Regions from separate parts of the Triticum aestivum genome. Here region 1 is linked to region 2. A link is a contact called in public Hi-C data. All regions are on one chromosome and are shown on one strand. The core of a region is the stretch at or near the end of the contact, and the rest is flanking DNA. Distances in the headings are between cores, read along the strand shown. Region 1 holds the start of LOC123079567. Region 2 holds the start of LOC123079565 (DNA-directed RNA polymerases I, II, and III subunit RPABC5).

Region 1 (5,797 bases), core at 2,698-5,197, 340 kb after region 2:
AATAGAATTGGCCGTCTCTGCCGCCTGGTCCCACCTGTAAGGGCCGAGTCAAAAGGTTGATCTGACGGAGACGGCAGAGTTCACGGAACGAGTCGGTGCGCACGGACTAGGGGCAAAACTGAGCACAATTCACATCTGAGGGCAAAACTGAGTACATGGACACCACTTAGGGCAAAAGGATAATTAACCCAAATGTTTATGTGAAGATAGTGCTAGTGTTGTACGTACAGTGAATTGTTCATGTATGCGAAGATAGTGTTATTCGAGTTTCCTTCTGTTCTATGTTTCATTGGTAGCGATGCTTAATCGGCAACATGTAGTTTAGCTGACTGTCACACTTGTTGGCCATCTTTCTTCAGACGTTTGTTGCTTTGAATTATTCCTTCCTGTGTTTGTTATAGTATCAAGTACTCCCTTCGTCCCATAATATAAGACGTTTTTTGGCACTAGTATAAAACGTCTTATATTATGGGACGGAGGGAGTATTAAGTTGTATCTTACTTGCAAACATCCTCATGGATATGCCTACAGCCCGACTTTTTGGCAATCACTCATCTACCTTCTACCTTCTGATGAACTGTGAAGTGCTGAATATTTGTTTAGCATTTTTCATCTAATGAGATGTAACCGACATGCCTCGATATTTTTAGACTGCACTTATGTCCCATTTGCAATACATATTTCTTGCGGGATGAATTGATCCTTAAGGTTGTGAAATGCTCATGACAGATAATGTTGGCTGGCGTCGTGGTGACGTCGACGGCAGATGGGACTGGCAAGATACGCAATGATCCCTCCTGATTCCTGAAGATGGGATGAAGGAAGATGGCGGCGGCGGATCCTAGAGCGTGTGCATGTGGTGCGTGTTGTGGGCCGCCTAGACCGGTTGGTACTCTCAGATTGCCAGCCGGACGGCTTCTTAAGGCCACTGGATTAGACGGTGTCTGTTGATGCGGTTAGGGTACATATTTATATTTATAGGTGTGTAGCGAATATGTTCGTCTCGAAGGTGGCTTTGGTTGATCTTTGTATTTATTTTATCATACTTTGATTAAAAAAATAATAAAGATGGTTGTATGCTTCATTTTGATGTAGAGGACGGGGTAATTCTTCTTTTAAGAAAAACTTACAAGATAAACTAGCGCAAAGTGTAAAAGCGAAACTAGAAGAGAGTAACTCTTTGCAAGAAATGAAGAAGAAAGCTGGAAGGTAAAATTGCAAACAAAGTGCTCCCGCGAACAAACTTCACGGGAGGCCGCTGATCCTAGTAAATGGAAGCTTCTCCCGTTCATTAACTGACGTCGACGCTGCATAAATTACTCCACTTGGCACGTCCAGCTGCGGGTTGATACACACGAGTCGTTCATGAAGTACTAGGAGCAATGTTCTGCGCTTGCTGGTGCGTAGTGCGGTAAATAGGAGTACTTCACACAGACACTAGGAATGTTTGTATGGTATGTACTCCTTTTGCAAACTAATATAAAAACGTTTAGATCACTATTTTAATGATCTAAACGTTTTTATATTAGTTTACGGAGAGAGTACTATATAACTCGGAGCAGATTGTATCGAATGTACTCAAGCAGCGAGCAGCTCCTCCTGATCCATGTTGCACGTACTCATTTGCTATGCTTTTTTTTTTTTTTGCAGGTGGCTCATCTGCTATGCTACCCCTGCATTGACCTCGATCCCTCAAGGCCTGAATGCTTCTTGTTAGTTTGACAGTTTACCATTCGATTTAACTAAACCACACTGTGCTGTCGTTGACCGAAGGTGTAGCGTGACCTGGATAATCAGTGAGCACAACATGTGGAGCTGAGGCTCATATTTGACTTTCATTATTGCCAAACACAAACAGAGTAGTCAATTTTGCTGGTTAGGAATTTAAATACCGGCACACACTTTTTTTGACAGTTTAGGAGTACATATTTGACCACATAGTAAATGTGTAAGAGCAACTCCAATGAGGCGACCCATTTCGTCTGCCGCCGTTCGTTTGGGTCGGCGTGGACAAAAGAGGAGGCCCAACGCGGCGACCCAAACCCAAATGGAGTCCGCTTCGCGTCGGCGCGGACGCGAAACGGACGCCACGCGCGCCTTCTCGGTGTCCGCCACGGCCCCACCTGGCGGTCGTCCAACCGCCCGCCACCTACCTGGTCAGCTTAATTTATGACCTGGGGCCTACACGCCAGCGATGACGGTCGTCTTTTTTTAAGCCGACCGTGCGGTGGGGCCGTCCTCATCCAGCCAGTCCCCGTCCCCATCTAGCCACGCTCGCTCCCCCGTCGCCGGCAAACCCTAGCCACCCTAGCCGTGCCAAATGGGGCTCTTCTCCGGCACCGACAGCAGCTGGAAGGCCAAGGGCAAGTCGCCCGCCATCCCCTTTCGCCCGGAGTTTCTCCTGCCTCCGCCGACGCCAGCTCGCCGGCCGAGGCATCACGTCAACGTGCCTGTGCACCAGGCGGAGTGGCACTGGCAGCACGGCGTGCCTCTCCCGTACCCTAACGCCACCCTGCCGCATGACTGGTGCCTAGATCCGGAGAGGATCCCCCAGGGCGCACGCGGAGGAGGTGCGGCGCCGACGGGCGCTCCTGACGCCGGAGTAGCGCCGCGACGCCGCCTACGCCTCTGACTCGCCCAACTAGGCGCGTTGGTTCGCCTTCGAGCATGAGGAGGCGAGGCGACGCGGCGTCCGCGAGGTCGACCGCACCGTGCCACCGCCCCCGCTCATCGTCCGTGAGGAGGACTAGGCGGCGAAGGCCGCCTACCAGGCTGCCCTTGCGGCGGTCTACCGGGAGAGCGAGGAGGACGAGCGGCGGCAGAGAAAGAGGAGGCGGCGTACGAGACGGCCATGGCCCTCTCCGCAGCGGGCGACTGCGTCCTGCCGCCGGTGACCCCGCCGTCCCTGCCGTCCTATGTGAAAGCCGAGCCGGAGCCGGAGCCCATCGAGCGCTACTCCTGGACGGGAGTAGTGTGCGAGTGGGTCCGCGCGCCGCCGGTCTGGGTGGGGGCGATGCCGACGCAGGAGGCGCCGTACCTCGAGCACTGGCACCACATCCGGCTGGCCAAGGAGCGCCGCGACGGCGAGTACCTCGAGATGCTCGAGCACGGCGCCGATGAGGAAGCGTGCCAGGCCGCGGCGGCACAGGCGGCGGCAGAGCCCGCGCCCGACATGAACGCCCTCTGGAACTTGGTGTTCTCCTGGGCCGGCCCTGCGCCGGCGCTCATCGACCTGACGGACCCTGAGGACGACGACGACGCCTAGGGCAGCGCGCCGCCTCGTAGTTTAGTTTATTTTTAGTTTTTATTAATGCTAATATGGACGCGTGGACTCTCACCGGCCTTCGTGGTCAGCTTTAATGTATAATTATTACATGTTTTCTTTTTTTTCTCGCGCCGTCAAAAATGGGGCGAGCCAGCGTTGGACGCACGCGCCGACCCAAACGCGAAAGCGTACGTTCGTGTCCGCCTGGCCGACCCAAACGAATAAAAAACGGACAAAAATGTCGTTCGTTTGGATCGGTCCATTGAAGTTGCTCTAAGTATTCAAGATTTAGGAAGCACCCGATAAAAGAAAAGGTCATGGAACCACCCACTATGACCAGTGATCCACCTCAACAATCAACGCTCCAATTTTGACCAGACCCCCACCATCCCACGACACGATCGAGGACCCCCTTTAGCCATCGTTAACCGACTGACAGCTGGGCCCGGCGACAAGGAGATCTCGTCGTGCGACCCCATAACCCCGACACGTCGCCTCTATCCCAGCAAACCCGCCGCCGACTTTTCCAGACCCACCGCCCGATTTTCACCCTCTCCCACCCCGCCCGCGCCCACCCGCACCCAGCCACCCACTGGCAACTGGGCCCGCACGCCCGCCGGTCCCATGAGGGATATATCTCGTGACGGCCAGGCCCCAGGCATTTACCCGCCCAGCGATTCGAAAAGCGAAGGCGAAATCAAAACAGCGCAGGCGAAGAGGGGGGACGAGAAAAAAATACTAACCGCGACGAGCACACGCACGCACCCCGTCTCTCTCGCTTCTTCCTCCCCCGCCCCGGTCGCGGTCTCGCACGCCTCATCGCCGCAAGCAAAGGCCAAGGTGGCAGGAGCTCCTCGCGGCTCTCTCGGAGCGGCGGCGCCGGCGCGAGGGGAGCGGGATCCGGATCCCGCGCGGCGGAGCGATCCCCGGCCGCCTCGCCGGATCGCCGGAGACAGTGTAAGTAGCTGGTGGTTACCGCTGCTTTGATTGAGTCCGGCCGCATGCGTTTGAGTTTATGAGTGATTTTTTCTACCCTCTGTGCTTGCAGTTGCTGGTCTCCATATAGTTGGGGATTTTTCGGAGTCTGAGGCGGGATTCAGAGATGGAGGAGCTGCTGGGCACGGAGATCGGGAAGCACGACTACGACTGGTGATGCTCTAGACCAATCATTGCTCCCGTTTGGCGGTGATCTGATTCACTAAGTCTGTGTGCGATTTCATGTTTTCCCCCTTTGCCATCGAACGGCGAATCCTCGGTCCAAGCTTAGTGTAATGGCTGCGATGCTGTGTTTTCAGACGTTTTTGAGTCTGTGGTACTGCCCCAATCATATGGTGGGGTATTGTTGGTCGTGTCAGGTGCGATTGTTTCTGGTTAAGATTGCATGATACCGAATAACTGAAGCTGTTTGGCTTAGTTAGGATTAGCTGCAACCGGATGGTTGGTCGGTGGGCTCCTTCTTAGCAGAGCAAAGCATGGGACATAACACGTACTGTATATCACTTTATTACTCATCTAAACATGGGAGTATCTTGGAAAGGCAAAATAGATAAATGCCACAGCAAATAGGCAGGCTGATAGCATTGCCAACTTTAGGATATCCTAAATTGGATACTGTAATGATACTCCAATTGCACTGCCACAGAGTTATTGCATTGTCAAAGCCATGTAGGATTAACTGAAGGTTGGCCCGGCAGCAACTGGCGATCATAAATATAGCTGATTAATTTCCAATCTTAGTCTGGTTGAGTTGCCATTTTGTGTAGAATTACTGCAGTGTTTCAGTTGCAATTATGTAGTGACCTATAAAACCTGGTACCACATCTTATACTGGGGTGAGATGATTAAATGACCATCAAGATGTAGGCTAAAGTTTATTTGGATGTCATTCGCATGAGCAGTGCTTGCCAAAATATGCGGTGTTTTGCTGTTGGATGAGATGTATGCTTCTCATGCTCGAGTGTTTTGTGCTTTGGCTTTGGCTTTTTATTGATAAATCTTTTGTGATTTACATAACATGTGAATGCATTCCTCAGGCTTCTTACTCCCCCGGGAACACCCCGTGCTCCTGCACTGGAGGTTGCTGAGAAAGCCCCACCATCAAATGTGCCTAAACGGACCGTCACTAGATCTTCCTCAACCACCAGAGCATCAAGGGTTGGTACTATTTGCTTCAGATATGTTTGCATACTGGTGGTTCAGCTTTCATTATGAACTTGTAGTTTAAAGGAAGTATATCTTGCTTTACTGGCCTGTTACATGCCTGTCAGTGTCCCTCTATGCACATGTTACGGGTTGTACAGATAGAACTAGGAACGCACTGGGTCCAGAGTTCAAACCTCAATAGGTTCAAGACTCACGACTAGTTTGTGCAAAACTACAGTCACACACGCACGCAGGCGGCATTGGTGTCCGTTTTGATACCGCATGCCTGAATTGAAGAGGTTGTCATGAACAACGCAGCGTACTTATAACTGACCTATAGTAATTAATAGTCGAAGTAAATCACTGGAGTCATTCAAATCCTGCCTACTG
Region 2 (5,685 bases), core at 2,656-5,155:
AGCACAACCTTTCAAAGAAAAACCACATGACACAGTTCAGCAGCCGCAAACTGAGCTAAGGATAGAAATAATGCAGAGATCCGGTTAGAAAACTGCAGAATGAAGGGCTTCTTTGATTCAAAGGAATTTTATAGAGTTTCTGGAGGATTAAAATCCTTAGGATCTTTCCCTATGTTGGTCCTTTGATTCATAGGATTGAATTTCATGGGATTTTTTCCTATGAAATCTTTTGTACTACATTTCATAGAAAATCTAACATCCACTCCAACCTCTTTTTACAATTCCTTGTTTTTCCCGTGCCATCAAACACTCATTGCTAATTCTATAGGATTCAAGTGAGCATGCCACTCCAACCCTATACTTTTCCTATTCCTACGTTTTTAAAATCCTACGAATCAAAGAGGCCCGAAACATGAAACCGCAGAACGTCATTCGTTTCGAGATCACTAGTCAGGGGTTACCCCAATAATCCTACACCTACGTGACGACGTGGCCAGAAAGGATGAGTCCCCAGCGAGTAGCAAAGCTGCTACTGAACCAACCAACACAACAATCCAGTTTACAGAATGAAGAAAGGAAAGCTATCCAACTAAAAATATATATATGGAGCGCGGACTGAGACAAGGACGAACGGAATTTACCGAGGCATGAGACGTGTAAAAATGTCTCCCGTTGCTTCGCACAGGTATTTGTGCTAGTCTAATAAAACTTCATGATCGTGCTAAGTAAGCAGCATGATCTTAATCTTAATCCCTGGGGATGTTCCACGAAATTCACAGGTCAACGGAAAGGAGAGAGGTGGATTGTATGATTAGGCCTACAAGAACATGTTATGTCTGCAGCATCACCATAAACAAGCACGACCGTCGCAAACAGAGCATCTCTACAGTACAACGACTTATGCATGCATCAATGAATAGTACGGTGGTTGCACTATATGTCAAGAACAATGGGAATGGCACCCTTGCAATATGATTACCACCTAGGTCAACCAATAGATGAATGGATGACAATTCAAGTTAACAGCAGTAACAAACAAATGTTCGACGAGCATTGTTTGCATGTGCTCAAAACCGCAATTGTTATCTATCTTGATTTTAAATACAATCGATATCATCACATGAATAGAAAACAAACAAATAGTGTCAAGCAGGCAGGTAAATGTGGAAGTTCAATGCATATAACTCAAGTAACGATTCAATGGTAAGATACCCATGGGTGCCCACAACCAACAAGATCCAACAGAAAGCACAGGAATAACATGTTCAACGCTTGGAGCTTAATAAGTTTGAAACTGGATAATGCATAGACTGTTGGTTAATATAGCCCTGAATATTAGATTTTTTTTTTGAGAAGAAGCCCTGAATATTAGATAGTAGAAACAGATGGTCACACTAACAGTCCTTGGAGATTCATGAACAAACCAACTTCATTTCAGGACCTCACACTTGGCACCTCCTAAGCACTGACATAAGAAACAGCATACCATCCATCTTGAAAACTACAAAGGAACAAGGGTTTCGAGGCAGAATGGGTTCAATTAACTCAACTTGTCTCCGTCTTCTCCAGGGCTGAAAATGAACTACTGTCAGTTCCAAAAGAAATAACAAAGGAAGCAGCAGAATATAGCTTACATAGTCACATAACAGCATCAACTTACTGTTGTAGTTGAGCAACTTCTCGATGAGGTCAACATGGGTCATGAGCATACGGCGGCAGCAGTAGCGTACCAAACCCAAGGCATCCAGAGCATCCCTAACAACATACAACAGCAGAAAGATGGATAAAATCAGATTTCAATATAATAGTTGTAAACATTATATACAATATTAGCAATAAAGTTATCTAATAAACCATAACCGATGTCCCTTCTAATAATTCTAATCTCTAGAAAAGTAAAAAAAATAGGTAGGGTAAGGATGCTCTTCTAGTTTTTAGGAACTGTATTGACAAATAAGTAGTGATTTCCTAGTCTTAAGCATGGGGAACAAAAACATAGACGCAAATGTCGAGGTGGAACACCATCGAGCAAAGATTCCAACATTTCAGAAACCAAGCACCTCAGCCACACTCAACGGTAGACTCCAATGTGTTCGTAACTATAATATGTATGTAATATAATTTACAATTTTACACATGAACATTTGTCTTGTCATTATAGTGTTCATTAACAAGAAACACCATACTGTTACACAATAACATCGGTATGCAGAGTAGGGGTGGGGAGTACATATGGCTAATCTGATGACATTCTTTACTATACTCTATGTACCTCGCTGCGTCCGATAATAAGAAAATATAATACAATCGTATGCAATAAAAATTACAGTCATCATCAGCTTCTGTTTTTTTGTCTTTCTAGTGTCCATTTAAGATACACAATATTATTCAACATAACATTACGACACAGCATGCAGAGTATGGAGAGTACACATGGCTAAAAAGGTGAAATATTGTTTTGCAAAGACTACAAAGATTAGTATACTACCATACTCTTAAGTACCTAGTTACGTTCGACACTAAGAAAATATGATAAAACTTTAACAAAGGGAAAAACACGTAATAGGATGCAAACATAGCAACTATCATCCATTCTTAGCCATTTGGTTTAACACTGGAATAATTCTAATTGCTCCATACATCCCAGTCAAAGTGACAGTTCAGTGAAAGGGCAAGTAGAAGGCTTATGAAATATCTAAAACAGGGAAGCACCACACTAGTAAGGGCCCCCAAATGCATCAAAAGGTGCATGACACAGCCACTAGTTTTCAGTTTTCATGCATTATGGATCAGGTACGCTATGGTGTTCAGTGGTGCACCATGTACGTCACAAGATATACAGCATACTAGTCTTCTAGCTAAAAATGAAAAGAAGCCGACATTGCAAATGCAGGCTCCCTCAAGGCCTCATCCACCAAATCAGGATCAAAGGCAGAGCCAGTACAATATGCACAATCAAACCGGAGCCCAGGAACCAGGATGCATAAATGTTTACCCCTCAGTGTAATCGGCCTGGAGAAGATCGAGGTAGTGGTCCCACTTGTTCCCGATCACCTGTCCAAGCATAAAAACTGATCTTGTGAGTTGATCTCTTTCTTCAGGCAAAGGCCAAGAATTCTCCCAATTCATTATATGAACATGTAGATAGGAAAAAACATGCAGAGCTATTCACAGAAGTTTAAATGGAATACTTTTCAGTAAGCTTAACCCTAGAAAAATTGATGTGTCACACAACAACTACACCCTAGCATTAAATCTTGGGTACAAACATCGCCTGGTTATTTGAGAGGATCGATGAGAAAAATCTTAGTGTACCACCACATAAACCTAGAAGAAGAGTGCATACCCCCTAAGAGGCAATGTGCCCTAAGCCGCGGCGTGGGGCGGTGGGGGTGATGGGGTTTACCTTGCCGCAGGTGAAGCAGCGAACCGGGATGATCATCTTGGATCCTCTGCCTCCGCCTTTGCCGCCGCCGCTGGAGAAGAAGGAAAGGGGAACAAGGGTTTTCGGGACGAAGGAGAGGGTCAGTGAGAGAGGATTAATCTGCAAACGGTGTGAGAGAGGACATGAAAAATGAATGGAGAGGGATGGGGTTGCACATCTGGTTCTGGACGAGCTCACCTTGAGCCTCTGAAGTGGCGACGGCGGGGGAGAAGAGCAGCGTCGCCGGCGGCAGGGGTCGGCTGCTGGCAGGTTGGGAAGAAGGACGGACTCGCGGTGTCGGGGAAGGGCGGCTCGAGGACCAGACGGTAGTCGGGGTGGTGAGGGGGTCGCCGGACGAAGTTCACCGGCGACGAGAGATGGCGGCGTCGGGACGGCCTCGTCGCTGGCGGCTAGGGTTGACGAGCGACGAGTGGCCGAGGACAGAGGATAATGGGGATCGGGATTATTTCGAGCTTGTCCATCGAACAGGTAAGGGCCACTTCGCAGTGGCATCTGATCGTAAATAAGGCCAACTCCAGGAATGTTTTTTTTTCCGCAAGCAGGAATCCCGATTCTTTTTTTTTTTGCACGCCAAATGTGTGTAATACAATGCCAAATGTGCTCAAACTGTAGGTCTTGATTCCTTTTCAAAATTTTAGAAAGAGGGTATTTTAGCCGTGCTTTGAAAAGGAGTACTCTGTCTCTCTGTAAACATGCTGACATGTTTTCTCAAACTGCTCTCTGTAAAAATGCTGTGTTTTGAAAAGGAGTACTATCGGTAAACGTGTTTTTTCAAAAAAAAAATCAAAATCTTTTCAAAAACTGTAGGAACAATTCTGACATGTTTTTCAAACCGCTCTCTGTAAACATGGTGACATGTTTACTGACATCACAAAGAGAGTGCTCCCTTTGTTTCTTCTAGAGGAAGATGGCCCCTTGTTTGATCACCATCAACAACCACAGAGGAAAACTTGATTTTTCATCGTACTCCTGACATCCAAACATTTACTGAAAACAGTGGCTAGGATGAAGATGAAACAGTGGCTAGGCAGTGTACAATGTTCTTTGACTGTCTATAAGATTCAGAGTGAAAAGAAGTATTTTTTGGGCCATCTATATATACTCTGAATTATTTTTAGGCCATCTATATATTTTTAGGAAAACATTCAGAGCCATCTAGGAGCATGTAAATAGGCCATCTATATAAGATGCAGAGTATCTATGCCTATTATTTTGAGTAGTGCACTACCATCATAATGCAAAGAACATAGTCTCTCCCTATTATTCCAATTAATCCAAATTATTGGAAGGTAGCAATGGCGAACTTGAGCGAGGGAAGGACAGCGCAAGGTAGAAGATAAGATAAGGAGAGGGAAAATGAGAGGCCCAGACTGATTCTATTTCAAATTCGATGCTACAGCAGTATTACACTCTGGCTTATATATCTTTCGCCGGCCCACTAGTGGTTACACGGCCCAGCGGCCCACGCATACTAGACGACCCACTCAACACTGCTTGACCCGTTCAAATCACTCCCGCCTTCTACTAGGCCTCCTATACCTTCTTCAGTCGTTTGCTGCCCGCGATCGCCTCAGACTGCCGCACCTCGGCACTTACAAGTGTCTATGCCTATTATTTTGAGTAGTGCACTATCATCATAGAGTAAATAGCATAAAACTACTAGTTTACAAGCTATGGTTCCAAAAAACTACCGAATTTATTTTTTTCGCTGATAACTACCAAGTCAGGGGTTGGCTGTTTCAAAAAACCCCAAATTCTCTTTGTTAAAAAATTAAACAGGTTTATGACAGGTCGGGCCCGCCACTAAACACACCGTTTGGTTGACCATTTGTTTGACCGTTAACTGACTTGTGGGGGCCACATGTCACTGTCTGTTTTAAAAAACCGCGATCAGGTCCTTATAAATTTTTACAAAAGCAATCGGGTCCCTCCCGTCCCTGTGCTCCAGAACGATAGGAGCTGCGCTGGCCAGCAGCCCCGCCGGATGAACTCGCCGGCCAGCAGCCCAGCCGTGAGGAGCTCGCCGGCCAGTAGCCCCGTCGTCGCCGCGGGCCTCCCTTCGGTCGCCCGTCGTCGTACACTGCGCGCGGGGTGGACCTCCCGTTCGGCCCCAACAGATCCATGGTGCAGCGTGTGTGCCGGCGGCCGCCTCCTCCGGCCGGCGAGCCGTGCCCGCAACCGCGGTGTGCTCCCCATAGTGCGGCTTCTCCCTCTTCTCTCCTCCTCGCGCCAACTCGAGG

What was found. Hi-C and Micro-C count contacts between places; a contact is called where the count stands out from the background.
Region 1: a contact with region 2 is called in a Hi-C map of leaf, with 4 times the contacts expected there. The contact joins the promoter of LOC123079567 here to the promoter of LOC123079565 in region 2. A contact is called at or near these places in 3 of 5 Hi-C or Micro-C datasets (all in leaf) and 1 of 1 datasets of contacts at active chromatin or transcription factors (leaf).

Annotation. Positions count from the first base shown.
Region 1 is chr3D:448,849,462-448,855,258 of IWGSC CS RefSeq v2.1, forward strand. It overlaps LOC123079567, which reads left to right and starts at 3,948. Exons shown (of 5, transcript XM_044502356.1): 1 at 3,948-4,222; 2 at 4,314-4,414; 3 at 5,299-5,419. The coding sequence starts at 4,368.
Region 2 is chr3D:448,508,356-448,514,040 of IWGSC CS RefSeq v2.1, forward strand. LOC123079565 (DNA-directed RNA polymerases I, II, and III subunit RPABC5) reads right to left here and starts at 3,906. Exons shown (of 5, transcript XM_044502355.1): 1 at 3,623-3,906; 2 at 3,407-3,544; 3 at 2,996-3,054; 4 at 1,661-1,755; 5 at 1,258-1,571. The coding sequence starts at 3,442. The coding sequence ends at 1,546.